5 separate regions of the Mus musculus genome follow, and regions 2, 3, 4 and 5 are each linked to region 1. A link is a contact called in public HiChIP or PLAC-seq, Micro-C and promoter capture Hi-C data. All regions are on one chromosome and are shown on one strand. Each heading gives the region's core, a stretch centred on a gene start, on an enhancer-like site or on the middle of the called end of the contact. The rest is flanking DNA. Distances are from core to core; before and after follow the strand shown. Region 1 holds the start of Phospho1 (phosphatase, orphan 1). Region 2 overlaps Fam117a (family with sequence similarity 117, member A). Region 3 holds the start of Hoxb13 (homeobox B13). Region 4 holds the start of Nxph3 (neurexophilin 3). Region 5 has its middle 18 kb from the start of Nxph3.

What was found. Promoter capture Hi-C pulls out the DNA fragments that hold promoters and counts their contacts. Hi-C and Micro-C count contacts between places; a contact is called where the count stands out from the background. HiChIP or PLAC-seq counts read pairs in DNA pulled down with a chosen protein or histone mark.
Region 2: a promoter capture Hi-C map of liver shows a contact between it and region 1, with 2.0 times the contacts expected there. The contact joins the enhancer-like site here to the promoter of Phospho1 in region 1. A contact is called at or near these places in 3 of 39 promoter capture datasets (liver and pre-B cells) and 2 of 115 datasets of contacts at active chromatin or transcription factors (memory CD8 T cells and pancreatic cancer cells).
Region 3: an H3K4me3 HiChIP or PLAC-seq map of neural tube shows a contact between it and region 1, with 3 times the contacts expected there. The contact joins the promoter of Hoxb13 here to the promoter of Phospho1 in region 1. A contact is called at or near these places in 9 of 39 promoter capture datasets (the 3T3-L1 cell line, the C10 cell line, cranial neural crest and 5 more), 4 of 484 Hi-C or Micro-C datasets (the G1E-ER4 cell line, cerebellum and embryonic stem cells), 9 of 115 datasets of contacts at active chromatin or transcription factors (embryonic basal ganglia, embryonic forebrain, embryonic hindbrain and 4 more) and 1 of 9 other capture datasets (embryonic stem cells).
Region 4: a contact with region 1 is called in a promoter capture Hi-C map of liver, with 3 times the contacts expected there. The contact joins the promoter of Nxph3 here to the promoter of Phospho1 in region 1. A contact is called at or near these places in 2 of 39 promoter capture datasets (the 3T3-L1 cell line and liver) and 1 of 115 datasets of contacts at active chromatin or transcription factors (pancreatic cancer cells).
Region 5: a Micro-C map of embryonic stem cells shows a contact between it and region 1, with 2.4 times the contacts expected there. The contact joins the enhancer-like site here to the promoter of Phospho1 in region 1. A contact is called at or near these places in 3 of 39 promoter capture datasets (the 3T3-L1 cell line, hippocampal neurons and second pharyngeal arch cranial neural crest), 1 of 15 datasets of contacts at CTCF or cohesin (the NIH/3T3 cell line), 6 of 484 Hi-C or Micro-C datasets (the C2C12 cell line, cortical neurons, embryonic stem cells and 1 more) and 2 of 115 datasets of contacts at active chromatin or transcription factors (T-cell acute lymphoblastic leukemia and embryonic stem cells).

Annotation. Positions count from the first base shown.
Region 1 is chr11:95,821,081-95,826,807 of GRCm38.p6, reverse strand. It overlaps Phospho1 (phosphatase, orphan 1), which reads right to left and starts at 2,308. Exons shown (of 3, transcript NM_153104.3): 1 at 2,099-2,308. It overlaps Gm38958 (predicted gene, 38958), which reads left to right and starts at 2,397. Exons shown (of 1, transcript NR_164195.1): 1 at 2,397-2,853.
Region 2 is chr11:95,353,493-95,359,219 of GRCm38.p6, reverse strand. The region is part of intron 1 of Fam117a (family with sequence similarity 117, member A); the gene reads right to left. Among named protein-coding and RNA genes, the nearest start is that of Fam117a, 19 kb to the right of the region's middle. Within about 2 kb of position 2,334, at least 145 of the 459 cell types and tissues checked have an H3K27ac peak or open chromatin away from gene starts, as enhancers often do. A contact at or near this core is called in liver and memory CD8 T cells, where this site is marked.
Region 3 is chr11:96,191,531-96,197,257 of GRCm38.p6, reverse strand. Hoxb13 (homeobox B13) reads right to left here and starts at 2,942. Exons shown (of 2, transcript NM_008267.4): 1 at 2,212-2,942; 2 at 648-1,285. The coding sequence starts at 2,815. The coding sequence ends at 1,029.
Region 4 is chr11:95,512,340-95,518,066 of GRCm38.p6, reverse strand. Nxph3 (neurexophilin 3) reads left to right here and starts at 3,502. Exons shown (of 2, transcript NM_130858.3): 1 at 3,502-3,907. The coding sequence starts at 3,854.
Region 5 is chr11:95,529,733-95,535,459 of GRCm38.p6, reverse strand. No RefSeq gene overlaps it. Among named protein-coding and RNA genes, the nearest start is that of Nxph3, 18 kb to the right of the region's middle. Within about 2 kb of position 3,014, at least 15 of the 459 cell types and tissues checked have an H3K27ac peak or open chromatin away from gene starts, as enhancers often do. A contact at or near this core is called in embryonic stem cells, where this site is marked.

The sequences.
Region 1 (5,727 bases), core at 1,059-3,558:
GGCTTTGAACTTAGATCCTCCTGCCTTTGCCTCCTAAACACTGGGATTAAAGTCCAGCGCCTCCACTCTGGTAATCTTGTCTTTTTCTCTGCAGAGCAGAAGGCCAGGTATTCCGGGTTTCTTCCCAAAAATTGACACAGCCTCACAGACACTTGGTCCTTGCCCCATTCACCCCTAGTTATTTTCTGGCTTCATAGCATAGACCAGTTGGCAGCTGGTGATGCAGGAGATAGGGGCAGAGAATCTGAGTTTGAGGCCACCCTGAACTACATGAAAATTCCTGTTTCAAAACAACTGCCATTAAAAAAAAAAGTCACTCACTTCTGACAGGTGATAAGCGATAAGTCCTGGGCAGTGCAGGGCATTGCCTTTAATCACAGCAGAGGCAGAGGCAGAGGCAGAGGCAGAGGCAGAGGCAGAGGCAGAGAGGCAGAGAGGCAGAGAGGCAGAGAGGCAGAGAGGCAGAGGCAGAGGCAGAGGCAGAGAGGCAGAGGCAGAGAGGCAGAGGCAGAGAGGCAGAGGCAGAAGCAGAGAGGCAGAGGCAGAGGCAGAGGCAGAGGCAGAGGCAGAAGCAGAGAGGCAGAGGCAGAGGCAGAGGCAGAGGCAGAGGCAGAGGCAGAGGCAGAGGCAGAGGCAGAGGCAGAGGCAGAGGCAGAGGCAGAGAGGCAGAGGCAGAAGCAGAGAGGCAGAGGCAGAGAGGCAGAGAGGCAGAGAGGCAGAGAGGCAGAGAGGCAGAGAGGCAGAGGCAGAGGCAGAGGCAGAGGCAGAGGCAGAGGCAGAGGCAGAGGCAGAGGCAGAGAGGCAGAGGCAGAGGCAGGTGAAACTAAGTTAGAGGTCAGCTTGGTCTACAGAGTGAGTTCCAGGACAGCCGGTACTACACAGAGAAACCCTGTCTAGAAAAACAAAGCAACAAAAAATTCTGTGTGACCACCAGAGTCCCCGTGGAGAACAGGACAGGACCTTTGAGTTTCTCCCACATGCTAGAGCAGCCAGGAGGCAAACTTTTGGGGGCTGAGGGAAGTCCTTTTCTAGTCTCATCTAAGATCAATGTTTGCAGCCCTGATTCCCTATCACAGCCCCTGCCTGCTCCTTTGATACAAATACTTTTAGGTTAGATCTGTGGGAAGTCGGGGTAGGGGTGTGTGTGTGTGTGTGTGTGTGTGTGCACTAACTTAAGTCTAAGCTTGAAATTCTCCTAATGGGGGAGAGGGTAGAGCCCATAGGAAAGTTTGGGGAGTTTTCCACAAGAAACATGCAGACTGAGAGTGGGGGTGAGCACTTAAAAACTGTCAAGCCCTCTCTGCTTCAAGAATAAGTATGCCCATCACTAGAAATTAGATCTGACAATTAAGCTAGGATTCCTGCCCCCAACACTCGCAACTTCACAAACTCCTTTCTTGTTCATTAACCCGTAATGGGCAAGGGAGGGGGTGCAGAGAGGTCCAGCTTACATCACACAGCATCAGAAATAGGATTAAAACTCAGGGATCTCTACTGCCTCTTGAAGAAATTACCTGAACTCCGGAGGCTCTGTATGTTCCCTGTCCTAGCTAGTCTGCGCCCCGGTGCCAGTGAGGAATCTGGGACTAGGCGTCACCTCTGGGGTCCCCTGCCTGGGGTGGACAAGCAGAGGTGATTCTTACTGGGTAGGGGCAGGGAGATGGCAGCTGCCGGTGGGGTAGCAGGAGAGATATTTTTAGAGGTGACTGGAAAGCAGGCACTCTGGCACACCCCCAGCTGGCGGGCGCTTCGCTCTAATGCGGGCGGGGGGTGCGTAGCTCGGGGAGAAGGAAGGACTTGTGGGTGGCGGGGAGCTATGACAGTCCCCGGAGATGAAGGGACACTGGGTACCATTAACCTGGGAAAGGAGGGGGTTCAGTTCTCTGCCCCTGGGACTACCCCACCACCAAGCACATGAAACACACTCAAACTACACACAGCCCCCACCCCAACATTTAGATCGCGGTCCTCCCGGAGCCCAAGACTCATGCGGGGCAGCAGCGGTCACGCTGTCTGTCCCAGCTGAGTTTGGAGTGGAAGTAGTGGGAAGGGGGCTACTTAAGGGATTTAGGGACAGGATGGAGCAAGGGGTGCTTACGGGATTTGGGGGGTACGCGGTCTTATCCACCCCCGGATTTCTGAGCTCCGGCTCACGAATCCCTCCAGCCCCGAGGGACTGTGGATGATGTGCTTCTGCTCCGTCCCTTCCACCTGCCCCCCATCCTCGGGGCCGCCGCCGCGTCCCCTTTAAATGCCGGGGAGCCAGAGCCCGAGCCGCGGCGGGCGCTGCGGCAGCCGCAGCACCCGGGCCCACCGCAGTCCCCGCACGTCACAAGCGCCCAGCCAATCACCGTGGCGCCGGCGCACATCAAAGGGGCGGGCTGCCCGGGAGCCACGCCTCCGGGCTGTCCCGGAGGCCGCGCGAGCGGCCGTGAGACTGGGCGGGCGGGACGGGTGGAGCGTGGCGCGTCCCGTCCGAGGAGCGTGGGTGCGGGGCACCCTCTGCGTGCGCGTGGGCACGTGCGTGAGTCAGTGTCACACTGCCCGCCTCCTGCTGGGCTCGGCGCCAGGACTCTGCAGGCAGCCCTTCCACCGCCCGGCTTCCCTCCTTGTCGCGGGACAGCCGGGTGACCGGCCCGCCAAGCAGCCCTCCCTCCATGTGCTCCGAGCTCGCCCTCTGCCCTTCCGGGAGGAGTCGCGGCATCCTGCCGAGTCCTCGGAACCCTGTCCCCAAATTACCGGGTACTCGGGCTTGCCGATGGAAAAGCTCTCCCAATCCAGCACCGCCTAAACTCGGAGTTGGAGAACCGACACTTGAGCACTGTGGTGCAAATAAAACCCGCTTTCTCCCAAGTTCCCGCTCTTCCTCTCTGGCGAGCTTTCCCTTCCTTCCCACCCCTCAGAACACTAGATTACGATTAAAAGAGAGGAGGTGAAACCTGCACTTTCTGAACCGGTGCGACGAACCCAGGAGAAAAGACTTGTCCAAGAGTTCGAACACAAGGACACCTCACTTCAGTCACAGAACAGGATCTGTGGGTGAGGAGGTGCACCCTGGCCTGGGTCTACCTTCAACTCTCCTATCATCCTCTAGCTTTGAATACCAGAGCTCCGTGCTTCCACCAGCAGAAGGCAGATTGGCAGAAAAGTTGCCGATACGATGGACCACCCGCCCAAATCTTTGAGGGCGACGTCTCCATTGCCCCTGCTCCCTCTCTAACACGCCAGCGCCCCTTCACCTCTTTCCTGAAGTCCAAGGGCTACCGGTGTTTATTCTACCTAGCTCTACCTAGCGGTGCTCAGGCCCTGGGCCTTTTATCTTGAGTCGGGGTGGGAGGGTGGGTCTCTTATAATTTGTTGCTACCTATTCTAGGCCCGACCCTGAGCTCCTAAATCTCCTGCTTCCATGTCCAATTTGATGGATTAAAGGCCCGAGTCCCCACACCCTGCAATCCCTCCTCTTAAAGAAGCAGTTTCATCTCCACACCCTTCTCAAAGACAGGCTCACACAGCCTTCATCATCTGTGTTGTATCTGTTCTCGGCCCTCCAATGCCCCCCAGACCCCCCCCCCCTTTGAGACAGTTTCCTGTCGCCCAGGCTAGTAATGGGCCTTGCTGTATAGTCCAGAATGACGGTCTACTCCCGAGTTCCTGCCTCTACCTTCTGAGCGCTGGGATTAAAGGCATGTGTGCCACTATGCCCTTTCTTAAACCAGCCCTAGGTGTACTTGAGGGGAGTGGGTAGATGGCTGGAAAGATTTGAATGTCTGGATCCATGCTCCCATCCTTGTTCTCCTTCCAAAATGATGCCACTGAGGCTCTGAAGAAATCGAACTGGGAAGAGCTAACCCAGCTTGCTTGGGCTATCCAGTTGATGAACCGTAGCGTTGGAGTTCCAACCCAGTTTGCTTACCCATGACCTCATACTGCGCCTCTCCCTTGTCACTTTTACTCTTTTTTAAGTAAATTGAGGGCAGAGACCATGTTTGCCTTTGTTGTTGTCTTCCAAAAGGGCAGGGTTTCTCTGTGGAGCTCTGGCTGTCTAAGACCTCGCTCTGTAGATGAGGCTGGCTTTGAACTCCGAAATCAGCCTGCCTCTGCCTCCCCAGTTTTGAAGTTAAAGAATTGGGCCACCACCACCCGATCGATCCATGTCTGTTTTACTCAACACTGTGACCCAGACCCCAGGATTTAATCTGGACACTGACACCTCTAGGCCTTAGATGTTTGTTTTTTGCTGGCTCTGGTGGTGGCACTCACCTTTAATCTCAGCACTTGGGAGGCAGAGGTAAGTGGATCAAGGTTAGTCTGAGTGAGTTCCAGGATAGTCAGAGCTAATCCCTGTCTTGGAAGAAAAAAAAATCTGATTCTCTTGCAAAATTTCAGCCTCCTTTCCAAATTCACTGATACAGTCAGAGAGTGCTGGTAGATGACTTTTGGCCCCCACTAATGATCTCGAGTTTTTCCTGCCCTGGTCTACCTTCTAGCTCCATCATGGGGATGATCCCCCGTGCCGTGCCTCCAACTCTGTGAAATAAGTGTATCAGTGTTGGAGGGCATGCTAGACAGCTGCCCTACCTCTGACGTAGTCTCAGGCCTAAACATAGACACTCTTAGTGTTTTTTAAAGATTTGTTTGACTTTCAACTGTGTGTGTATGGTGTATATGTGCACAAGCCTGCAGGGACCCACGGAAGCCGTGGGCTTTATATCCCCCAGAGTTGGAGATATAGGCAGTGACTGTAATAGAGGTTAGCTGCCTTATGTGAGTGCTGGAAACTGAACTCTGGTACTCTGGGGGCTCAGTACAAGCCCTCTCAACTGCTGAGGCGTATGTCCACCCCAGCATCTCTTCTCCCTGGGATAAAACTTTCAGGATACTCCTGTCTGTCTTTCCACTTTTTTTCTCTTTTAACTGTCAGGGAGTGAACCAATGAATGATCAGCCTTGTGTCTAAAGATGGGGACAGAAATGGAAGGGAAGAGTGAGCCACAGTCCAGACATCAGAGGCTCATGCTCAGCCAGGGTCAATGTTCACTTTAGGACTTGGGTCACTTGACTTGGCAGAGAGCTTGTGGGGTGAAGAGTTATCGGAGGTGACAGAGCTTGCTCAAGTCTCTGATGACCCTTGACTCAGGTGACCAGAGTCAAACTTTCCAACTGGTCCTCACGAAGAGGCTGAGTCACTTGCCCAAGGTTCCAATGGTAAAGCCAAGAAGCCGGGAATCCAAGGTCATGACCTGCTCTAGGAAGGAAGGAATGGTTCAGTTCACAAGGCCCACCTGAGGGAGGAAGACCACTAACCTTTCCAGGAACCAGCTGGGTCTTGGTCATGTGGTCTGGACAACTGCCTCTGCAGGTGGCTTTAGTATTTCCAGTTTTACAGAGACAAAAACCCAGGGACATTTAGAAAGGACCTTGCCTGAAGGCATGACGTGGCAATCCTAGGTGGTCAGACACAGATCTGGACTCCTGGTGAAGCCAGAGAGGACAAAAAGGCGGGAGTTGTGGTCAAGTGTCCCATTTAGGCATTTCAGTTGGGAAGCGCTGTGCTAGAAGTTGTTACCAGGACTGAAAACATCCTCTGTAGCCCAGCCTGGACAATGATGAGCAATTCCGAAATTCTCTGTTCAGCTTCCTGTGGCTACCCTGTGTGCTACCAGCTCCTAATTTACACAGTGAGATAGAGGGTATGTCACAGAGCTAGGAAGTGGCAAAAGACAAGACT
Region 2 (5,727 bases), core at 1,085-3,584, 470 kb after region 1:
GTGTCTGATGACACTCCACACCTCAAGAAGGTGTCTGTGTCCTATACCTAAACCAAGCCCCTTTCCACCTGCCCTGAGGCTGCTGGGTACCTGGAGGGGACTGCCCTGTCAGCTCCTCTTCGGGATGTGTGTGGATATATAGGGATCTATATCTCCATCTATGTCTGCGTGCGTGCATGTGTGCGTGCTTGTGTGGTAGGGGCAGGCCTGAGTTTGGGGTCTGCTGTAAAGTGTATTTGTTTTCATTTGTTTCTTGCCAGGCCTTTGAAGCCTGTAACAGAGGAATCTATCACCTAGCAACAACTGCCCCCACACTGATTTTATGTCAGTTCTCACCACCCTCAGAACCACCCTAGTCAGCAAACTATTTAGCTGGGGTCCGATTTCCACAACAGGGAACTGAATGGTATTTCACTCACAGTACTGACAGACAGGTTCCAGGAAATACGCAAAATCCTGGAATCGGTAAGAGACCCAACCACTATTCCCCTTGATACCTCATTCTACTCAGCTGCCTCGGATCAAAACTGATCACAAAAGCTGTGTGACCTGTTCCTCCATATATACATAAACATAACAGAAATGGGAAAAAAGGAAAAAAAAATTAAAGGAAAAAAAGCTAGAAACGGAGGGAAGGAGAGAATGGAATGAGGAAGGGCTGCGCTGCCTCCCTTGCTGGCAGACAGACCTGCAAAGACCTTGCTCAGCCCACCTGCAGGTCCCACCTGCTTCCCCACCCCTGCAGATGAGGTCACAGCTGGGCTCCAGCCTTATCTCCACAGCGGCCACATCCCAGTGCTGGCTCAGCTCCTAGCTAGCCACAAGGTAGAATTACCTCCTGTCTCAGAGCCCTTAGCAAGGCTCCATGGCCCCTCCCAAATCCCCAAATTCTTGGCATGTCCCAACCCCTCTGAGGAGACTAAAATGCCATGTTTCTCTCCTGCCTAGAAAATAAAGGAGAGGGCACTTCTAAAAAGATTAGGTTTTCGACTAGGGAAAAAACAAAAACAAAAACAAACTAACCTACTGCATCCCCCAAAATGGTTTGGCAAGCACCTGTTGTTTTAGGCACCAAAACTGAGTGGGAGCTGCTAACCCAAGGCATCAATTTCCCCTAAGGACAAACCAAAGCCAAAACCAGATAGCGATGCTATCCTGTGCCATCCTTAAAGAGGCTGCAGACTAGCAGGCACAGTGCTGATACCTAGGAGGGGCTATCCAAACAGCATAGGTCTGACAGTCCTATCCTCACTGCAGTGTGACTGCAGCCAACACTACCATCTTCACGGATCTGCCTTCCCTCTGCCAGCAGGGCCCAATCTGGTCCACCTTGCCTCCTAGGGATTCTGAAGAGAAAAGAAATGCAAATATGCTTTTATTCCCGAGGAAGATACAGGGAAGGAGGTGGAGAAAGAGACGACTACTGAGAAGTCTGTTGCAAGAAGGTTCTACAGGTGTATCACAGGCCTGGGGATTGAACCTAGGGCCTCACACACACCAGGCAAGCACTCTACTCCTGAGCTATGGCCCCAGCCCTCTCTTTACTTTTTATTTTGGGACAGGGTCTCCCTACCTTGCCCAGGGTATTCTTGAATTCAATCTTTAGTCTAGGGAAGCCTTGCCTTTCCATTTCTTCTGCCCTAGCCTCCTCAGTAGTTGTGATTACAGGCCTGTCCACCAGGCCTGGCAAGGTACTTGAATTTACTGTATATTCACTGTCCTTTACTAGGGACAGCCTACTGCTCTCCTGGATACTGTCTGTCTGAGAGAAGTGTGCGGAAAGGAGTAGGCAAGGGATACGTGCCTGTAGTCCCAGCACATGGAAGGCAGAGGCATTAGGAACAGGAGTTCCAGGCCAGCCTTGGCTACAGGGTGATCCCTTGTCTCAAACAAACAAAAGTCAATAAAGCTTCTTAGAGACTTGGGCATTGGCAGCTGTTGATGAGCAAGGGCTTAAGCTCCGCGGCTCACAAGCATCCCCTAGCAGACCCACAAGTGAGGGGGAAGTGGGTGCTTATGGGCATACCGGAAAGATGTGGGGAATGGGCGCTGTCCTGCACTCGTGTGATTACAGCTAAAGGATAGGAAGTGTTGAGAAGTCAAAACGGTTGCTTGTGGCTGAAAGATGAACTGGTTTTATTTCTGGAAAGCGCCCCTCTCAGATTTGGGAACCTGGGAGAGAAACAGAACAATCGGCTCCTGTATCAGAGAAGACAAGCCAGTATCATGACAGGCAATGACAAAGCAGCCAGCACTGGGGCATGGGCTGGGTGTCTGCAGGAGGGTGGGGTGTCCTGTTTACAGCACCATGGGGTATTATCGGCCCATCGCATGCAGCAGCCTCCACAGCTCAGCCACCTGGCGAGGCACCCTGGCACCAGGCCAGACCATTTCACCACACAGCTGAGCAGTGGCGGATGCTTTGGTTCTTGGGCAACAGCAAATGGAGAAAACAAAACAAAACAGCACCTACTAGATAAGAAGCCTTAGGTGCTATCTTCCAGAGCCACTTGGCCCTGTCTCCCAACTGCTACACTTGTTATGGCTCCAGGGAGAGGGGCTAAGAGAGGAGAGGCCCAGCAGTCAGGTGGTGTCAACGGAGCCAACTGCACACACGGCAGATAACGCCTTTGGTAAGTAGGTATGAGTGCCCACTGAGCATCAACGCGCTGATAGTCTCTGCTGATGGGAGAGGAGTAAGACAAGAAGCTACTGGCAGGGGAGTAGAGGGGAGAGCTGATGCCACTGCTCCATCAATGCCAGCTATCTGACACCAGGCACACTGGCAGGGGATACCCACACCCACCCCCAGCAAAGGTGCTTTCAGAAGGGCCACCAGTTCGTCTCTGCCTCCCCCTAAGACCTCTCCTTTGAAATCAACTCAAGCCTAACCCTGGCATAGGAACTCGAAGGAGAGGTGAGAGTCCTCAGGATGAAGACTATAGATAATGTAGGGCGTGAGACATCTCTGGTTCTTCTCAGCTTGGCCAGGGGAGAGAGCAATCAGCTCAGACCCAAGCCTTCGGGTTGGGCACCTGGAGGGACAAGTTCATCGTTTCGCTGTCTTGCAGGCCAGGTAGGAGGGAGGAACCTGGGATGGGAAGATGCTCTTAATCCCACCGACAGCATGTGCCTAGCCTTCCTAGTACATCTCCAAAATGGAGACATAATTTTACACCCAGCAAAAAACTCAACAACTAGCTGGTTCAACAAACAAGGCATGAGTCACTTTCTCATGCCATCAGACTTTGAAGCCTTCTCCCATCCCCTCTTTTAAAGAGAAAATAGCCCTCATGACAAATATGCTATAGGAAATAAGAACATCCAGCTGAGGGAACACAAAGCCAAAAGCTATGCATGCTCACCGCGAAGCAGCACAGCGCTACAAGGATCCTGGTTTCTCTCCATGCTCATAGGCACGCGTCTGTTTCCTTTTGTTCAGTAACCAATGAGCTTCACACAGGGATGAGATGCAGGCAAAGCCAGGGCAGTGTGGAGGGACCCTGAGGGACCCTGGGGGCTCCTACCCTGCCTTGTCCACTTGGGGTGTCCACCTGGAGAACAAAATACAACATTTTCCCCCAAGAACTGATTCGCAGGACGGAGGGGAAGTTCCTGCAAACAGCCTCACAGGGATTGTCTTTCTATTTTTGGACGTGTGCTGGGATTGAACAGTGTAGATGGCCTCATGAGCTCCCTGTGGTTTGGGGCCACTTCACTGCTTAACTCGGGACATGTGGGTTTTGGAAGAGAAGCTGTGGTGAAACCGAAACCCCCAATATGACTATCCGGGGGTTACAGACCTCCATGGAGAGCCCACAGAGACCCCATCTATATGTCTATTGGGGGGGTTACGGACCTTCATGGAGGGCCCACGGAGTCCCCATCTATCCCAGCTGTTACTTTGGAAATGGAGTGAGAGGGCTTTCTCTGTTCTGTTGTCTAGCACTGAAACTCAAGGAAGCACTCTATCGATGAGCTATAACCCCAGTCCTGACTAACATTTCTTTCAACACTAAGCCACAGCTAACTTAAACCTTCACAGGGAGAAGAAACTCAAAAGAACTAGACTGGAAGGGGCGGGGGGAAGTTCCATCATGCTATCCCTTCCAAAGAGACTTTACCCAGAAAAGAGCAACGGGATTTGTGTACACTCTAAGAACTGCTCAGCCAAACCCTCCATCAATCACTTGACTCCATATTTAAACGTACAACTCAAGAGAACCAGGGAAACCATTTCTGGCTTCATGTCTGACTTCCCTAAATGTAGATCACGTCCGCAGGCAGCTGGAAGAATGGGTCAAGAGAGAAGCCTTTTTAGAGATGTCACTGTGGGAAAAGAATATAAAGAATCCACTAACTGTATCTTCCAGGAGGCAAAGGGTAGCCCTGCAGTGTGTGCACAGGCATCAAAAAAAAGCGGGCTGTGGGCCTCTGACATTTGTTCAGCTCTCAAGAAACTACAGTTAGAAGAAAAGGAAGTAGGGTGAACTTTTCACCCTTTAACTTGATTCTCTGAAGAGGAGTTTCTGTAGGATCGGAGCATTCAAGACAAAACAAGTCGCCAGCAGTTACTGATGGAAGCTGCTTTCCTTGAGGATCTAATGGAGCCGCTGTAAGAGGAGCCCACACAGTAGCCTAACCTCCCATAAAACAATCCTCACCTCGTGACTGTTTGAAAGTAACAGGTGCCTTAGGGACATACAAACTCAAAGGACGAACAGACATCTTTTTCCTTGCTTCCGTTCTCATGGTAATCTGATTTCTATTCAACAGAGAAGAAATCATGGCATCCAGTCAGCTCTTAAGTTAGCTTGTAAGGTAAGTGGGGAGAAGGAGAACCAGATTAGGGCGGTTCATCTAGAATGAGTTTTGCAAGAGGACAACTGTGAAACTGTTGTACCGTGGTTTCTGTTCTGATTCTGTGCACCCCACGTGCTCACGCATCCATTCCGATGTGCGGCAGAATCTCTGAGACTTTTATCACCTCATGCTGAAGGTGAACTCATCTCTCCAAGATTAGAGTGCAAAGTGAAACCTTTCATTCCCCGAATAGAAGATTTTTCAAGGACATTTCCCACACTTGTATTTTAGTAAGACTCAACTGTTCCATGGCTTCCTGGCTGCCGTGGCTCAGGAAACAATGAGAACCGAAAGGTCCCTTCCCTTGCTAGGAACTAGACGATCCTACTTGGGACTCAGGAACGTTGCTTTTAGTCTCTGGGCATGTTGGATTGATTGGTCAAGGAAAGATGAAAATAATTTAGAAGTAAGACAAGTTCTAGTGAGGAAGGTTAAACCAAGTAAAAGGGAAATAAGATTACAGATCACTGCCAGGGCCAGGAAGTGGGAGTGGGTGGGTTGGGGAGCAGGGCGGGGGAAGGGTATAGGGGGCTTTGGGGATAGCATTTGAAATGTAAATGAAGAAAATATCTAATTAAAAATGCCTTAAAAATAAAAAAAATTACAGATTACTATCAATCAAGTAATTTCCTCAATCAAAATAAATTCTACTTTATGAATAAACCATTAGTAATTTTAACTCTATCCCGTCTGCTTTCTTCCTGACTTTCAGCAAACTTCTAGGCAACATATGCTTAAGCAACCGGTATGCAATTCAATATCAGCCAAGTTACACAAAATGCTTATGAATGTTGACAAAATATGACAGCCCTGTTCTGTCACCTTCCCCGCCCAAAGGAAACCGTTTGTGTCATTCCTCCTGTT
Region 3 (5,727 bases), core at 1,693-4,192, 370 kb before region 1:
CTCGAGGAGAGAGGTTCCTTCAGTGTTAAAGAAAGGTGACCAAGAAAAATAGTGGGGAATAAAGGGGCCATTTTTTTGGTTCCCCAAACTCTGGTTATGTTTTCAAAAGCCCAAGGATAGGGTGCCCTCTTCTGTAACCACTGGGCCTGGAAGGAGTCCTGACAAGGCCACATGTGACTACTGCACGTGGCTCCTAAATGCCCAACAAACCCTAATCCAACTGGGTCAGAACAACCGGGATAGGCCAAATCGATCATTTGCCAAGAGAAGCAGAGTTTAAGAAAGTGCCCAAGTAACTGTCTTGCCAAGTCTGTAAGTCCTTCCTTGGTATTCACTTCCTGGTGGGTTCTGACCCAATCAGGGCACTGGTTTCACTTCACTATAATATCTCAGCATTTGGGATGGGGGCTTCCCATTGTGTATAGCCTAGGAGGTTGTCCAGGAGGAAGGAGACCACAGGAGAAGGTGGGCAGGGAGGAGGGAGAAGCACTCTCTAACTGGTCTATCCTGCCCTGGTATCATCTCAGAAAAATGCCAAGTGGGTATGGGCACCTTAGAAGGATGAATCTACCTTTGTCCCCCCACCCCATTCTCTCTCCCCTCCACCACTAGAAGGGGGGCACACTGAGTGTACATGGAAAGGAATCTGAGAGGAAACTGTCCTACAAGATCGTCTTCCGAATTTATTCACAATCAGCTCAACTCATGAAAGCGATTTCTAAGTGCTCAACAGAGCTCTAGATAGAAAATATGAGGCTAATTATCATGACAACTAGTACTGGTTATGAGATTATCACCACGGTCCAGATGAATGATTATGACTGATACAGGTTCTTCAGAACCGTGATGGAGGAGCCTCCCGCTCCCGGCACATGCAGGATAGCCCCGAGGAACAGTCCAGAACTCAGAAGCCTGCTAAAGGTGTCATCTCTTGGGGTCCCTCAGCCGAGTCCTCTGCCAGTCCTGGCCCTGGCAGGCTCCCAGTTCTCCAGGACAAGCCCTCTTCCCCTGCCCATCCCCTCTGGTGCTCACGGGGTAGTGCTGGTCTTGACCTTGGCAAGAACCTTCTTCTCCTTGACCCGGCGGTTCTGAAACCAGATGGTAATCTGGCGTTCAGAGAGGCTGGTGGCTGCCGAGATCTTGCGCCTCTTGTCCTTAGTGATAAACTTGTTGGCTGCATACTCCCGCTCCAACTCCCGCAACTGCCCCTTGCTATAGGGAATGCGTTTTTTGCGGCCTCGGCGGAAGGCACAGCCGTCGGGAGGAGGGTGCTGGACACTGGGCTCTGTGTGGTGGAAAAAGAGAGGGAAGAAAAGGCATCTTAGTCCCCTCTCTAGCGCAAGATCAAGCGCAGACCCAGGCCCTGCACGCCTCAGGGCTACGTCATCCTGCAGGCGCTTCCTGATCATCCTATGTGTGGGCCCGGCTCCCTCAAAGCACACAGCCCTAGATTCTGCCTGATTCTCTGATAGCCACTCACTCAGCCTCTGCTCCTACTGGCCACCCCCACCATCACTGACCTCACACCAGGAGTCTGCAAACACACCCACCCTGTCAGGTTTTTGTCCACAATCACACAATCCACTTTCACATGCGTGTTCGGATTCAGCCACTCCTCCAAACTGGCAAATTATGTACATGAGAAAACAGGGTTCTGTTCCCTACCCAACACACACATACACACACAAACACCATGCACACACACTTACACGCACACTCACGAACACACCCTTCAATACACCCTCAGTCAAAGAAAACCTAAATTTTCCTTTCGAAATTGACCTAAAAAAAGGAAAGGGTTATATTCTCGAGGAAACACCCAATATCTCCGATCCCACCTCTCAATGCCACTCTCGAGACCACTGGATTATGTCATTTGGCCTTTGGGCAGAATTAGTCTGGGATTGTGCTGGGTAGGGACTCTTTGCCCCCAATCAACAGCAGAGATCCAAGGTTCTCCCGACATATTCAAAGACTGGTCCTAGAGCCTCCTGGAGAAGTCAGGAAGGCTAGCACCCTGCTGAGGCCCCTTATTCTGACCCTCTGAGGCCCTCTTGTTGCCTGGACCCTCCCTCACAGTCCTAGTAAATAACCCAGGAACCCTAGGCCCCTCCTCATCAGCCCGAAGTTTCCCTTCCTCTCCTCTTCCTCCTTCCCAGCAAGTGCCAGCGTAGCCCATGCTGAGCCAAGGGGAGCCAGAGTAGAACTTACCTGCAAACGCTGCTTTCCAGAATGGACCTGGTGGGTTCTGTTCACCTTGGCAACACATCTGGCTGTTCCAGCCACCGGCCAGGGCCCAGGGCTGGTAACTGTCCACGGGAAGCAGAGAATCGTGGCGAGGCTCTCCGGGGGCTCCCAGGGTCTGCACCACAGACACATCCAGGTAACTGGCCATAGGCTGGTATGGTCCCGGGTAGCCCGGATAGAAGGCAAACTCGGTGGGACGGCTGGGATACTCCTCCCCAGGTGCAGGAGTTTCCGAAGGGTAGGTAGCCAGGGCGGCCGTCTGGGCACAGGGTTTCAGGGAGCTCCTGGATACTCGGCAAGAGTAGTACCCGCCTCCAAAGTAGCCATAAGGCACAGGAGCTGGAGATGCCCCCTGAGGCACCCCAGGACAAGGGTGGCACTGCTTTGGTGGCTCTGCAGAGCCTGGCAGATCCAGGGGGGCATAGTTGACAGTTGGCATCAGCGTTGGAGCCGCGGGATGGCTAGCCAGTGGGGAGGAGTGGGAGACTAGATTCCGACCCCCTCCAGCTCCCAGCAAGCCTTCGATATCCTTGGCCCCGTCCAAGGTGGCATAATTGCCGGGCTCCATGGAGCCAATGATCGGCTCATGGGGAGCCGAGGGTGAGGGTTCTAGGGGGCAGCAAGCTGTCTCTCCCCACCCAGGCCCAGGGAATCCTAAGCGTTTTAAATCGCTCCCAGCTCGAACGGCGCCTGCATTCGCCTGGCTGGGCCGTCTTGACGCAAGAGACGCAAGAGCCCGGGCATGAGCGCTGATTGGCTGTGGCCTGGGGGAGAGAGGCTCATAAAATCCTCCCGCAGAAATTGCAGGGGGAGAAGGGACGGGGAGCCCGGCTCCGCCTCCTCTCTTCCCTTCTCTTCCTCTCCGCCTGTCTCTTTTTCTTTTTGTATGTGTGTCTCTGTCTTTATCTGTATGTGTTCTGTGTCTCTGTCTCTATATGTGTCTCTGCTTCTGCCTGCTGTCTCGGGTCTCTGCCTGCGCTCTCTCTCTCTCTCTCTCTCTCTCTCTCTCTTCCTGGCTCCCAGTCTTCTGCGCTTTGGCAGGTTTAACGAGAGAATAAAAAGCTCTCCCAATAAAGTGTCCATCTCCTGGGGATGAGGGGAGTCGGGGGAAGGGCTGGGAGGCCACTTCGGGCTGCCTCAAAGGAGAACCCGGGAATGCTTCTGAGATGGGAATGAGAACTGTAGGCGTCAGGGAGCTCTGTGCTTGGAGGCTGGGTACTAGCCACCGTAGCTCATTGTAGATATCCTTTCTGTCCCTAATACACTGCGCCCAGGCAAGTGCCTTCCAGGTCTGTCCCCCAAGGACCCTGCCTAGTCACAACACTGAAAGCCCGGAGGCCCCAATGGGGATGAGGCGGAGCCAAGGGGCGGGGGACACGAAGGAACGTTGAAAACGTGCAGTGCTTGGCTCAGGGAACGCAGTGTCCGGATCTGAAGGGGAAATAGAGCCAATGTCTGGGAAGGGGGTCTGGATTTCCGTTTAAGGGTGGAGAAAGAGACCAAGAGACACAGGCGTACAGGGGCTTTACTTGAAGGAATAGACTCGGTGTGGAAAAGGAAGGCTGGCGGGGGGGGGGGGGGTAGGCAGAGAGGGAGGAGAAAGGAAGAGAGGAAAAAAGGGAGAGGGAGAGAGGGAGAGGTTGAAACATCACAAATGGGAAGGGGGGGTCAAGATTGTATCCCTTTTTCTGGAATCTGCAGTCTGGGGGAGCCAAGGCTGGTTTCGTGGCCATCCCCACCTGTGGGGATCCTGGGTCCCAAGATTGCAGGAGCTTGGTCTGTGTGGGGGCCTTTCTGCTCTTTGGTGCCGCTCTCTAGGCCGGAAAGTCCAGGAACCGAACCCTGGCCCCAGCACACTTCCACAGGACTGAGGGACTAGAAAGCTCAGGACCCCCTAGCTGCCTCTTTAAATTTCCTTGGAAGTTAAAGAGGAGGAGAGAGAGAGTGAACTACCCCAACTGCTAGAATTGTCCGAGGCCCTCTGTTGGGGCCTATTGTGCTGTAGATTCAAATGGCTTGTTTCACAAATCTGCCCTTAAAGTTGGTTTGTTTTTTGTTTTTTGTTTCTTTCCTGTATCACTTTCACATGAAATCCCTTTGTGTCTTCTAGTTTTCTCTCAGGTTTCCCCTCACCCCGGCAGAAAATTTGAACTTTTCTATTCTACATCAAGAGTTTGTTTGTAATAAAGAATCGAACCCCTTGAGCTGAGTCCGGCTCAGCCAAAGCCTAAACTTGAACTTGAGTCACTTTGTGGGAAAGGGCCTATGAAAGCCAGAATGGAGGCCTGTAGTATACTGTGTATCACTCCCAACAGACATTGTTAATAACTGACATGAAGCACAAACATCCCCTCTGATTTTTATCACATTTGAAAACATAGAGAAAGGAAAAAAGAGGAAGGTGTCTGTTCACTGCTTCCCAAAGCCCAATCCAGGTTGTTGTTCACCCAATCATGAAGGGCAGAAACACCAGGATTTCCCCCCTAAAGATTTCGAACTTCCCAGTTCTTAGGTTTCTGTAGACACAGATGCCTGTATGCTGGGATGTAGAGATACAGTGGCATTCACCTTTGATTCCAGCACCAGGGAGGCAGAGGCAGGCCTTTTCAGACCTAGCTTGCTCTACAGACAGAGTTTCAGGACAGCCAGGGCTGCACAGAGAAACCCTGTCTTTGGTGGGGAGGAAAGATGTGTGTAAGTTTATTAATGCTGATACAGCATGAGTGGCCTTTACTTTTTTAAAAAAAAAATCAAAATCATTTGACAAAACAACACTTCTGGGTATAAGGGAAATTTTTACATCCATCGTGGGGTATGTTCTAACACTTTCTTTTTTAGATTACTGAAACTGCATAGATATCCAGAAGATTTGCATGGCCCCTGGGATATATGACATGCAAATTCTCACAGCATTTTATGCCACACACTGGCCTCAAGCTCCCTTTGTAGCTGAAGGTATCTCTGAAATTCTGATCTTCCTGCATCTCCCTCCCAAGAGCTGCTGGCATGATAGAAACAACTTAGTCTTTTCTTTCTCTCTTTCCTCTCAGAACTCAGAATTGAACCCAGAGCATCACACGTGCTAGATAAATATTCTACCAATGAACCATGTCCCCGCTGGTTCCCACTTTTAGAAAGGAAGAAAAAAAAAGAGTAATTGTGGTGTCATGCACTAGGTTTGCCGAAGCACTAGCCATAGATATTCAAAACTGGAAGCAAGTCAGATTCTAGCGAGAGTGGGATAGGCAAAGGAAATCAGGCTGGAATGAAACATGGGGATTAAAACCCAGCAAATGACACTGGTGAAAGAAGCCAGATATAAAAGACTACGTCTTTATGATTTCCATGTCTATATAGTTCAAGAGCTTTGGGTATTCTATCCCAGGGAACAGGTCTAGGTATTAGGTTTATTAGCATTTGAACTAGGCTCCTGTTACCTTTGCATGTTCATATATGCGAGTTCCTCTGTTGTGTGACTTG
Region 4 (5,727 bases), core at 2,253-4,752, 310 kb after region 1:
ATTCCCAGCAACCACATGGTGGCTCATAACCATCCGTTATGGGATCTGACATCAGAAGACTGGTGTGTCTGAAGAGAGCAATGGTGTATTCATATACATTAAATAAATAAATAAATAAATAAATAAATAAATAAATGTTTTTAATCAGCAAAAAGAAGAGTGCTGCCGTTCCAGAGGACCCAAGTTTGATTCCCAGCACCCACACAGCAGCTTACAGCTGTATCTCCAGTTCCAGGGGATCCAATGCCTTCTTCTGGCCTCTGTAGGCACAAGGCAAGGCACAAGGTGGTTCGCAGACATTTATGCAGGTGAACATGAACAAAAATAAGAAAGAAAGAAAGGAAGAAAGAAAGAAAGAAAGAAAGAAAGAAAGAAAGAAAGGAAGAAAAATTTAAAAATCCTTCAAAATCACTGTGTAGCTGAGGGTTGCCATGAACATCTGACCCCCCTGTCTCCACCTCCCCAGTGCTGAAATTACAGGTGTGTCTACCATATCTTGTTTATAGGGGGCTAAAGGTGGGGCGCCAGGCTTTGTGCATACTGAGCAAGCACTCTACCAGCAGAGTTAATTCTATTCAGATTTTTAGAGAGCTGGAGGCCACTTTACTCTGTGTCTCCTGGGGAGGGGCAAGGGCTTGTAAAACTATACAGTACTGGGTTCCTGTTCCCCCAGCCAGGAAACCTGGGCCTGCATATGGTGGCTGTCACTCTGCCTGGCACACTCAAGTGAGAGCGTTCCTGCTCCTTCTGCTTCCAGAGTGAGCCCCGTGGCCCGCTTTGCTCCTGGTTGCCCGTGAGCTCCTGGGAGTTTTCTTCCTTTGCCTAATTTTTAAATGTCAGGTTGCCCAGAGCTCCTCCTCCGGTGCCTACAACTTCTCCAGCATGCCCCACATCCCAGGTCAGACTTCCAGGTGCCCTTGGATGGCCAACAGCAGCATAGCATAAAGAGATGTCATAGCTAAAGCTGAATTCCCCCAAGGCATCCTCCTCCATTGACCAGGGCACAAGCCGCCGCCCTGCCCTCCCCCCAGTCTATCATGCATGCAGCCTGTCAGATGCAGGACACTGCCTGGCACCTTTACCCCCTCCTCCCTCTTTGCATCCTGTACCTCAGCAACAGCAAAAGCCTGGCTGGTTTTCATTTTCTGGTTTTGCTTGCTGCTGCTGTCTTCAGGCCCCCAACCCTAGTCTTCTAATTGCTTCCCCTCCCCCTCCTCTTCCTAGTGAATTCTCCGAAAGCTCTCCAAAACACAAGCAGGACTGTAACCAGTCCCTTAAAAACCCTTTCAAGGTTCCCCATAAACCAGACCCCTTCAGCCGACACAAAAGCTGATCCCTGCCTCCTTTCTTCCCCTGGAGGAGGCACTCCAGAACAGCAAACTGTTTTCCTGCCAGAAGTAGCCCTACTCCTCTTGACCTCCGGGATGCCCTGACCTTCCTGCCCCTCCCCCACCTCTCCGGGTACATCCTCCAGGCCCTATGGGGACTGTGTCTTTGCACGCATCCCAGTGAGTTATAATGATTGATTTTCACACACAGGGCTAGGAGATCCTTGAGGGCAGGGATGGTGTCCCATTCATCTCTGTAACTCAGGCTCTGGATGGGAGCCTGGTATGGAGGATAGGCTCTACCACTGGCTGATGGATGAAGGCAGAGAAGAAACTTGAAGTGGGAGCCAGGAGTGTCCAAGAGGGGAGTGGGGGCAAGCGTGGCAGGCAGAGCAGCCAGAGCAAATGTGTGGGAAGTGCAAAAGCGAGCCCTTCCGTTTACTGCACTCCCACGGTGCCCGCCAACCATGGCGCCCGCACTGGGGACACACACTGTGTTCTTCCCACCTCCAAAGGAAAGATCTGAAACCTGGCATCCCAGCATGGCAGTAACCTGCCCAAGGTCACACAATGGGCTGGGGCCTGGCGTGGAATCTAAGACTGTCTGGCTTGAAAACAGTACCCCTTCTGCTGGGCCACACTGCTTTCCTGGGGGCAAGACTTGGAATGAGTAAGGAGTGAGCCCAGCTTCGTCTCTGTCAAGCTGAGAGCGGGAACTAGCTGCCCACGCTCAGACCAACAGCATCTTTCTCCCAGCTGGACCAGAAGCTCCAAGGCCACACAAAATTTTACCTGTTCCTTCCTCCTCCCCTGCCTTTGGCAGTCTTTGAGTACACACACACACACACACACACACACACACACACACACACACACACACACTGCAAAGAGCCCGAAAGGCCCAGGGCACCCAGGAGACAGGGGGCTCATCCAAGCTACCTCCTTCTGCAGTCTCTCCCTCTTTGCACTTGGCCCAGGCTGATATTAAGATTCATCTGCATTCCTCGCACAACGCCTGGCAGATGGTGGGGGAGGAGGCTGGGTGTGAGCTGGGGGCTGCAGCCAGGGACCACACTGGATCTCAGAGGGCCACAGAAGAGAGTGTGGAGAGCTTCCGGTAGACCCAGTGTAGGCTGGGGCCACTCCAAATGCCTCCATGCGGGTCCTAGGATTCGACCTTTTGTTTTTCTAAAGACCAAAGGAGTTGTAAAGAGCTCAGAAGGATGTCTAGCCATTGAGGGCAGGAGGGTGGTCCTGACCCTTTGGGATCTCTTGTCTAGGTCTTAATCTTTCTTGTCTTGGTGATTTGAAGAGAACAGAGCAACCTAGGACCCCACTGGGGTGGGGCCCTTTTCCGCCTGGTGACACCTGTGCCGTGGGAAATGGGTAGGGAAGAACATGCTCTGAGAGGCCTGTTCACGCCATTTATGCCTCTATTTCTCAGGAGGCAAACCCTTACCCCAACCTCAGAACCCAGCCTGGACCCTAGTGGTCTCTTCAGCCCAGCGCCTCAACCAAATGCTTCGTACTGATTGCTCTTAGGTCGTCTAAGAAGAAAAGGAACGAATGTGCTAGGAAAAAGGGTGCGAGCTAGACACTTAGAAGAACTTCCCTTAGCACCCTCATCAAGTCTTGCAGGAACCATCAGCTGTGATCCGCTGTAAATATCCTTGAGCCCTTAAAAATGGATTTAGGGAGAGTCGTCTTTCCAAATTCTAGGACTCCTAGGGTGGAGGTAGGTAGAGCGACAGATTCCCGTGTGCCCGCTACAGAAAAGAAGGCGCGCTGCCAGAAGGGCGGAAAAGCTGGTGTCCCCATCCGCGGTCTTCCAGCCTCTTGCCTCCTCACCCAGAGCTCCTCCGCCCTCCTCCTGTCCCCTACGCTGGAAATTGGGCGTCCCAGGTCCCCAGGCTGCTGGCCGGCAGGGGAGGAGTTAAATCCGGAGGTACCGACTGGGCTCACCGTACCTGCCGCCGCCGCCGCCGCCAGTGGGAGGGACGAGGAAGCGGGAGGCGCCTGGGCGCCAGGAGCGCTCCAGTCTGGCGGGGCGCAGAGCGGGGAGCGGGCGGCCGCGGCTCGGCGTGGCCCGGGGCGTCCGCCAGGGGGCGCGCCACGACGGGGCGGGAGGGGCCGTCTGGTCTGGGGAATTAGCACCGGGGACGGGCGCGCGCGCAGGTCCCCAGCACATCTGGGTGAGAGCCGAGCCTCTGGAAACAAGCCGGGCGCCGAGCGCCTGTCTGGAGCGGCAGAGTCACCGCTCAGCCGGAGCCCCTTCGAGACGCTCCGGGCGCACATCTGGGACTGGGAGAAGGGACCGCGCGGCGAGCAGCTGGACTCGGGGAGGGGGCGGCGGCTGCACAGCTGGACCGAAGGGGGCGGGGTCGGTCCCAGCAACTGGCTGAGGGGAGGGCCGCGAGCCACCGGGGACCGGAGCATGGGACAGCGCGCCTGAAGGAGCAGTCCGGGACGGAGGGGGCCTGGGACCCCGAAAGGAAAAGAGAGACGGGTGAGAGCAAAGGAGGAAGATGCAACTGACCCGTTGCTGCTTCGTGTTCCTAGTGCAGGGCAGCCTCTATCTGGTGAGTGGTCCGCGGGGAGCGGCGCAGGGCGGGGGCCAGGGGATGGGGAGAGCGCGGGAAGCTGCGGAGCCCTGAAACTTTCTCCCTCCCCCCACCCCGGCATCCTGGGGATGCGGTGAACGCTGGAGGCTAGGGGAGAGGGCGGGTCCGAGGCCAGAGGCCGGACTGGAAGGGTTAATAGGGGCGGGGAGGAGGGTGCTTGGATGGCCCACCCACTCCGCGGCTGATCGCGGGAGGTGCGAGTGACACTAGGGAAAAGGCCCCCCAAGCTGAGTAGCCAAGGATTACCCGACCTCTCGTAGCAGCATCCCAGGACGCGCGAAACGGGGGTGGGGCAGGTGACCTGCCCGGCCAGGGGACGCGGTATTCTTCTTTGACCTCTGGGGCCCAGAGAATCCCGAACTGTGGGCCCTGGCGCGCCAAACCCGGGCGGACCGGGGGCAGCCCCCGCGTCCCTGCCTCCCGCCGTCCCTCTCGCTCCCTCCCTCCTCGCCTGTTGTTTTCCTCGCCTCTCCCGGCAGCGCGCAGCCCGAGCCCCACAGGACCTGGGCAGGCGGCTCCCGCCCCAGGCGCTCAAAGCAGCTGAGCTGAGCGCCCAGACCCCGCTCCCCCGCGGCCCAGGGTGCCTTGGAACCCCACCCTGGACCCTACCCTGTAGCTTAACTCTCTCGCGACCCGCGCCCACCGCCCCACATCTGTCCCGACCCTAATCCTGTCCTGGAGAAGCCTCCGCCTCGGCGCCACTGGAACGGCCCCCTTCCTCAAAACAATTCCCATTGACAGCAACCCTTCCATTCCTAGTCCACTCTAGGACTAGGGAGGATGTCTTCCCTGCTTGGCCCTTTCCTGTGGCCCTCTTTACTACTGAGCTATTGACTGTCTCAACCATTTAGTTAAACCCTAGAGCCAAGTACGCACAGGTGGGCAGCCTTAAACCCAAACCCAGGAGCCTTCCTTCTTGACTCCTGACCCTGGGGCACTGGGGACTTGGGAGGCAGGAGCAGCCTTAACTCCGAGACTGGCTTGGTCACCAAGGCCAGAGCAAGAGCATAAGAACTAAACCCTTTGGAGCCTCCCATCCCAGCTCCTCAGGATTCCCTCCGCCCCACCCATGTCATCATCAGTCCAGATGTTGTGGCTGAGCTCCTGTCCCCTCACTGGTGACATAGACACACTGGGAAGAACTCGGTTTCGGGAACTGAGCAAACACACATTCAGGCCATGGAGCCTAGGGAACCAGGTAACCTCCCTGTTGCTCTGCTGAGCCCCGCTGGCTCTTTCCACTCTCCTCCAGGAAAGCCTCCCCAAGGTGTGGCCTGTCACCATAGCTGAGCCTGTGTAGGCAAGACAAGCCCTGGCGGAGTCTGACAGGGCATTCCAGGTGGAAACAGGGCTTTGATAAAAGTCTTTTGCAAAAGGTCGTGAGGTGGGACTGTGTCTGTTGATGGGAAGGCTGACACTTGTGGCCCATGTCTTGTGATGTAACCTGCAAGGCCCGATGTCCTCACCTGTGAAATGGGACTCACAAGAGCTGGTCCCTCATCATGCAAGTGCCATCTTGGCATGTCATCACGTGTTCCCCAGAGGAGGATTTTGCTCCCACAAGCTTGGCCATCCTGGGTGTGCCATCTGCTCCTGGTCTCCTAGCCTTAGCAAAACCTGAACCAAACTGGTAACTGACCAGGACTCTGGCTGGGTTCTGGATTCGTATTTTGTGGTGCATAGGCTGTCTTTGCCTCTAAAGTCGGCAGTTATACTGGGCTAGGAACGGTGTCCTAGCCAGAAGACTAAAACGTCTTAAAAGATATACGGTGTGTGTG
Region 5 (5,727 bases), core at 1,765-4,264, 290 kb after region 1:
TAACCACTGAGCCATCCCTCCTGTTCCACCCCACCCCCACCTCCCACCCCCCTTGGCTAAAGCCACTTTTTCTATTCCACATGCCACACAGCTGGGTACTCTCCCTGGGAAGCTGGTCTGGCCTCACTCCTGTGGATCCCCCCACACTCAGACTCTAGGCCTTAGTCTAATGGGGCCTGCAACCCTAGGCACTGAGAGACAGGATGCAGCCGAAGACTAGGCAGTAAGGGTTAAGTGGGTTCCTTTGATAGCTGAGCATCTGACAGGGGTCTCTCCTCCAAGTCACACTTGGAGGCTGAGAGACTGGTCACCAGGGTGCGGAGTCCCAGGATGCTCTGTTGTTATCTTGGTCCCACCAAGTGCCCAGTGAACTCCAGAGCAGGTAGCCCAGAAAGCGAGAAGGTACAAATTAGTCAAATGAGAGGTGACAGAGCTTCCTTTGACTTTGGGACCAAATAGACACCCAGTGGGCAGGGCTGTATCGCAGTTGGCAGAGCGCTTATCTTGCCTGCAGGAATCTGCAGCATGGCATACAATCGGATACCGCGATGCAGGTCTGTGGTCCCAGAATTACAGAGAGGATCAGAAGTTGAAAGCCGTTCTCAGTCACACAATGACTCCAAGGACCTGAGACCTTGTCTGAGATGGGGGTGAGGCAGACAGAGACAGAGAAACCCAAGAATATGCCAGGCCTGGGGTAGCAGAAGCAATGAGGGGTATGCAGAGAAGGAGGTCAGACAAGATACTGAAGTGAGAGGCCAGAGGTCCCAAATGATCCAGAACATGACCTCTCCCAGACCCCACCCCCACCACCACTGAGGGCATCAGAGGTTGTGGGGATTAGGGAATCTGGCGGGGGGGGGGGGGGGGAGGGGGGGGCGGAAGCCCCTGGAAAATATCTGAAGGGACTGCAATCACACAGGGAGGGCTGGCCAGAGATAGGCTAACCCAGGGTTCAACTGCCTAAAACTGCCTAGTCTAGGGCATCTACCAGACCCACTGTGGAGGAGAGACATCACTCCAGCTGTCCTGCCACAGGAAAGGAGAAGATCACAAGAGGGACTGGGGACTAGGAGGCCGTGATAGAATGTAGGCGCAGGTGGTGGAGACTCTAGCACAGGAGGGAATGTGGCTGACCCATCTCTGGGAGGCTTCTACATTTCAGAAAAACAGCTCACAAGGCTTTTCAGCTTCTTCGAGAAAGAATTGGATAAACACCTAGAAACGGCTTTATAGGCAAAGACTGCAGAGCAGGAAGAGCCAGAGAGACCTGGCTGTGAAACTCCAAGAGAGGAGCCTGGGGCATGGAAGGAATGATTTTTGACAGGCTCCTGACCCAGCCTCATCTCTTCGACCCAAAGAAGCAGACACCGGAGTGCCGCTGGACATCGTGGCTCGACCTGAGTGGTCAGAGGCAAAGATCCCTTCAGGCAAGAGGCAGTGGACAGCTGGCGTGCAAGTCCAGCGTCCATACCGAGCAACGGGCAATGCCGCGGCATCGCAGCGCCCCCTGCTGGCCAGAGGCAGAGCCTCCTACTGGGGAGCCTCTGTCTCAAGTGTGGGAATACTCCTCCAACAGCACTCTAACCCAACCTCATTTCCAACAGATCTCAGGACTCAGCATCCTTTGAGGCAGACATCCACACTGGAAGACCCTTGGCATATTGTGCCAACCTCTATTTTATCGCTGGAGAAATGAGACACGAATAACGCCAAAAGGCTCTGAGGACACAGACATGTATATATGTGTGTACCACAGGCTGTCCACGGTCCAGTGGTGGTGTCCCGGGGTGGCCAGCCTTCGCCACCTCCACAAGCCACATTCCCTGTCAGTCATCCCACAATGAACCCGCATGAAACCGACTGTACATCTCAGCTTCGATGGCTCCCAGCCTCTACTTTCGCCTCCCAGCCCTCCGGACACACAGCCCCACAGTCTCAATTCCAGCCCCTCCTGTCTCTCTCACCCCTCCACTCAACCACGCCCTCCAGCACTCTCCACTCCGCCAATCCACCAGCCTCAGGAGACACCTGTGCTCCCTTCTGCTGCATTCTTGTTTAGTCCCCAGGAAATGAAAACTTTAATTTCTTTTTTTATTAACTTTATTGGATTTTCTTTTTAATTATAAGTCAACGTACTACATGTTCTCTGTAATCGCTTAAACAAACCAAAGCCGTGTAAAGATGCGGTTACCAGCTCTCCTCTCCCCAGCTCACAGCAGAACACAGGGTGCCTCTGGGGGCTGGGCCACCTGATGGCCTGATGATTTGATCAAAGCACTGGCTACACAGTCGGCCACCAACACAGGTATCCACCGCCTTCTGGACCCAAAGACTCGTGCGGGAGGGGAAGATGGCCAATACCTCAAATTCTCTATGGGCAGATGGACAGGAGCCAAAGGGCCTTGGACAGGCACTGTTGCCTTAAGTGGGGCTCTCTGAAGAACGACATTTGACTGGAGCCCCCAAGGGAAGGCACAGTGGGTCACCACACTGAGTCTGAACGTTCTATCTACACAGGGTAGTGTAGGGACCACTGTACATGTTTCCTAAGGATGCCAGGGCAGTGTTTCTCAACCTGTGGGTCCCGACCCCCTGGAGTCCCATATCAAGTATTTACATTACAATTCATAATATTATCAAGATTACAGTTATGAAGTAGCAACGATAAAATCGTACGGTTGGGGATCACCACAACGTGAGGAACCGTATTAAAGAGGCTCCGCATTAGGAAGTCTGAGAACCAGTGGACTAGGGAATCCACTGGGTGGAGACTAGCTAGGGGGCGGAGCAGTATGGCTGCCAGGTGACAAATGAGAGAGATGGTAGTTGATACCCTCTTTGTAAAAAGCCATTTACATTGCTGTTTTTTAGTTCTTTGACTTTTCAGAACTTCCACGCTCCAATCTTTGGCTCCACCCCTCTCTGGAATGATTAGTGTTGTCACTTAGTGGCAGGACCTAAAACCAGCTAGGAGCAGAGCCTCAGGGTGTGCCTGGGGGGTCGGAGGTAGCCATCTTGGTTTGGTTAAATGAACCGAGAAGGCTGGCCCACTGTGGGTGTGACCCTTTCATGGGATTCTAGACTGCACAAAGGAAACCTAGCCAAGTAGCCCTGTGCACTCAGGCCTCTTTGTGACTGGACACCATGTGACCAGGTACCTCAAGCTCCTGCTGCCTTGATTTCCGCCATGATGGACTGTAGCTTGAGCTGTGAGCTAAAACAAACCCTTTCTCTAGTAAGCTTCTATTGTCAGGGTGTTTTTTTAAGAATTCAGATTTGGCCGGGCGTGGTGGCACACGCCTTTAATCCCAGCACTCGGGAGGCAGAGGCAGGCAGTTCGAGGCCAGCCTGGTCTACAGAGTGAGTTCCAGGACAGCCAGGGCTATACAGAGAAACCCTGTCTCAAAAATCCAAATATATATATATATATATATATATATATATATATATTCAGATTTATTTGTTTTATGCATATGAGCGTTGTGCCATATGCATATGCTTGCATAGCCTGCCTGAGATCAGAAGAGAAAAATTGATTCCCCGAAACTGGAGGGACAGAGCAAGCTCTCCAGGCCCTGTCAGGCAGCCATGGCATCAGGAAGATGCTGGAGTGACAGCTCTTCACTCTCTCGGCCACCCCCAACCCTCCCCACCCACCCTCCCCACCCCACCCCCACCCTTACTTACTGATTGATAAACAACACAGTACAGTGAGCACCAAAATTAAATTGGATCAGAACCCATATTAGCTGTAAATGTCCACATGGTTCGTATTGACACTGGAAGTGCCTGGCTACATCAATAAATGGGACAGAGTTCTAAACAAATTAGACAGATATCTTTTTGAAATTACTTTTTCATGTGCATTGGCGTTTTGCCCTAATGTATGTCTGTGTGAAGGTGTCAGATCCCCTGGAACTGGGGCTACAGACAATTGTGAGTTAGCATGAGAATTGAACACCGGTCCTCTAAAAGAGCAGGAAGTGCTCTTAATCACTGAGCCATTACTCCAGCTCCTATACAGACATCTTTTTAAAAATATATTATTTATTTAATGTATACGAGTATAATGTAGCTGTCTTCAGATGCACCAGAAGAGGGCATTGGATCCCATTAAAGGTGGTTGTGAGCCACCATGTGGTTGCTAGGAATTGAACTCAGGACCTCTGGAAGAGCAATCAGTGAGTCATCTCTCCAGCCCTATACAGGCATCTTAAGGGGCAGGGAGATGCCGTGACCTCCCCTTAGCTGTAAACTACAGGTCTACCTTTCTGGTAATGTTTCCAGGGAAGAGTGCCTTCTGAGTGACCAAGGTCCCATCTGGGATCTGAGCTGTGAGGAGAGGAGAGTGTGGCACCTGTGATGGAGATGCTCAGGCCTGCTGGTGCAGACCTGTGGTCCCAGCTTCTGAGGAGCTGAGGCAAAAGGACTGCAAGCTCAAGGTAGACCTTGGGAAAAGTGAGTTCAAGGCCAGCCTGGGCAACTTAGTAGAAACCTGTGCCAAAGTAGCAAACATAGAGATCAGAGATACAGTGGCAAGAATGCTTGTTAGATCAGGAGGGAGAGAGGGGTGGACTGGCAGTTTTGTGTGTCAACTTGATACAAGCTGGAGTTATCACAGAAAAAGGACCCTCCCTTGAGGAAATGCCTCCATGAGATCCAGCTGTAAGGCATTTTCTCAATTTAGTGATCAAGGGTAGGAGGGCCCACTGTGGGTGGTTCCATCTCTGGGCTGGTAGTCTTGGGTTCTAAAAGAAAGCAGCTGAGCAAGGCAGGGGAAGCAATCCAGTAAGTAACATCCCTCCATGGCCTCTGCATCAGCTCCTGCTTCCTGACCTGCTTGAGTTCCAGTCCTGACTTCCTTCGGTGATGAACAGCAATGTGGAAGTGTAAACTGAATAAACCCTTTCGTCCCCAACTTGCTTCTTGGTCATGGTGTTTGTGCAGGAATAGAAACCCTGACTAAGACAGGGAGGAAGAGAGGAATGGGTGATATCATCAGATTCTGACAGAGCCACACTGTGAGGTCATCAGAACCAAGGACGATCTGAAAAACAGGCCTAGGCCAAGAGGAATTCCAGAAAATGGGTACCACATGTCCTGATGGATGCTGGAACAGAAAATGGGCACCAGATACAAACGAAGGACACTTGAATAAACTGCGGACTTTAATCGTAACATATCAACATTGGCTCATTGCTCTCGTAGCAAATGAACCGTACTTATGTAAATGGTTTGACTGGGGCAGGGGAGGCCCACAGCTGGGAACAAGCTATGCTAGTTGATCAGAGTGTTTGTTATTGGTTTTGGTTTGGTTTGGTTTTTCTTTTTCTGTAAATGAAGAGTTTTTTATTTTGTTTTGTTTTTGTTTTTTCGAGACAGGGTTTCTCTGTGTAGCCCTGGCTGTCCTGGAACTCACTCTGTAGACCAGACTGGCCTCAAACTCAGAAATCTGCCTCCCTCTGCCCACCCCCCAAGTGCTGGGACTAAAGATGTGCGCCACCACTGCCAGGTGTGAAGAGGTTTTTTGTCATCCTTTTTTTTTTTTTTTTTTTTTTGTCTTCCAAGAAAGGGACTTACTATGTAGCTCAGGCTGTCCTGGAACTTGTATGGACCCTCCTGTCTGCCTCCAGAGTTCTGGATTAGGGCATGTGCTGCCACCCCTGGCTGCCTACTCTTTTCTAAGGTACCCACCCCCCTTTTGTTTAAATTGCAGCTCTGACC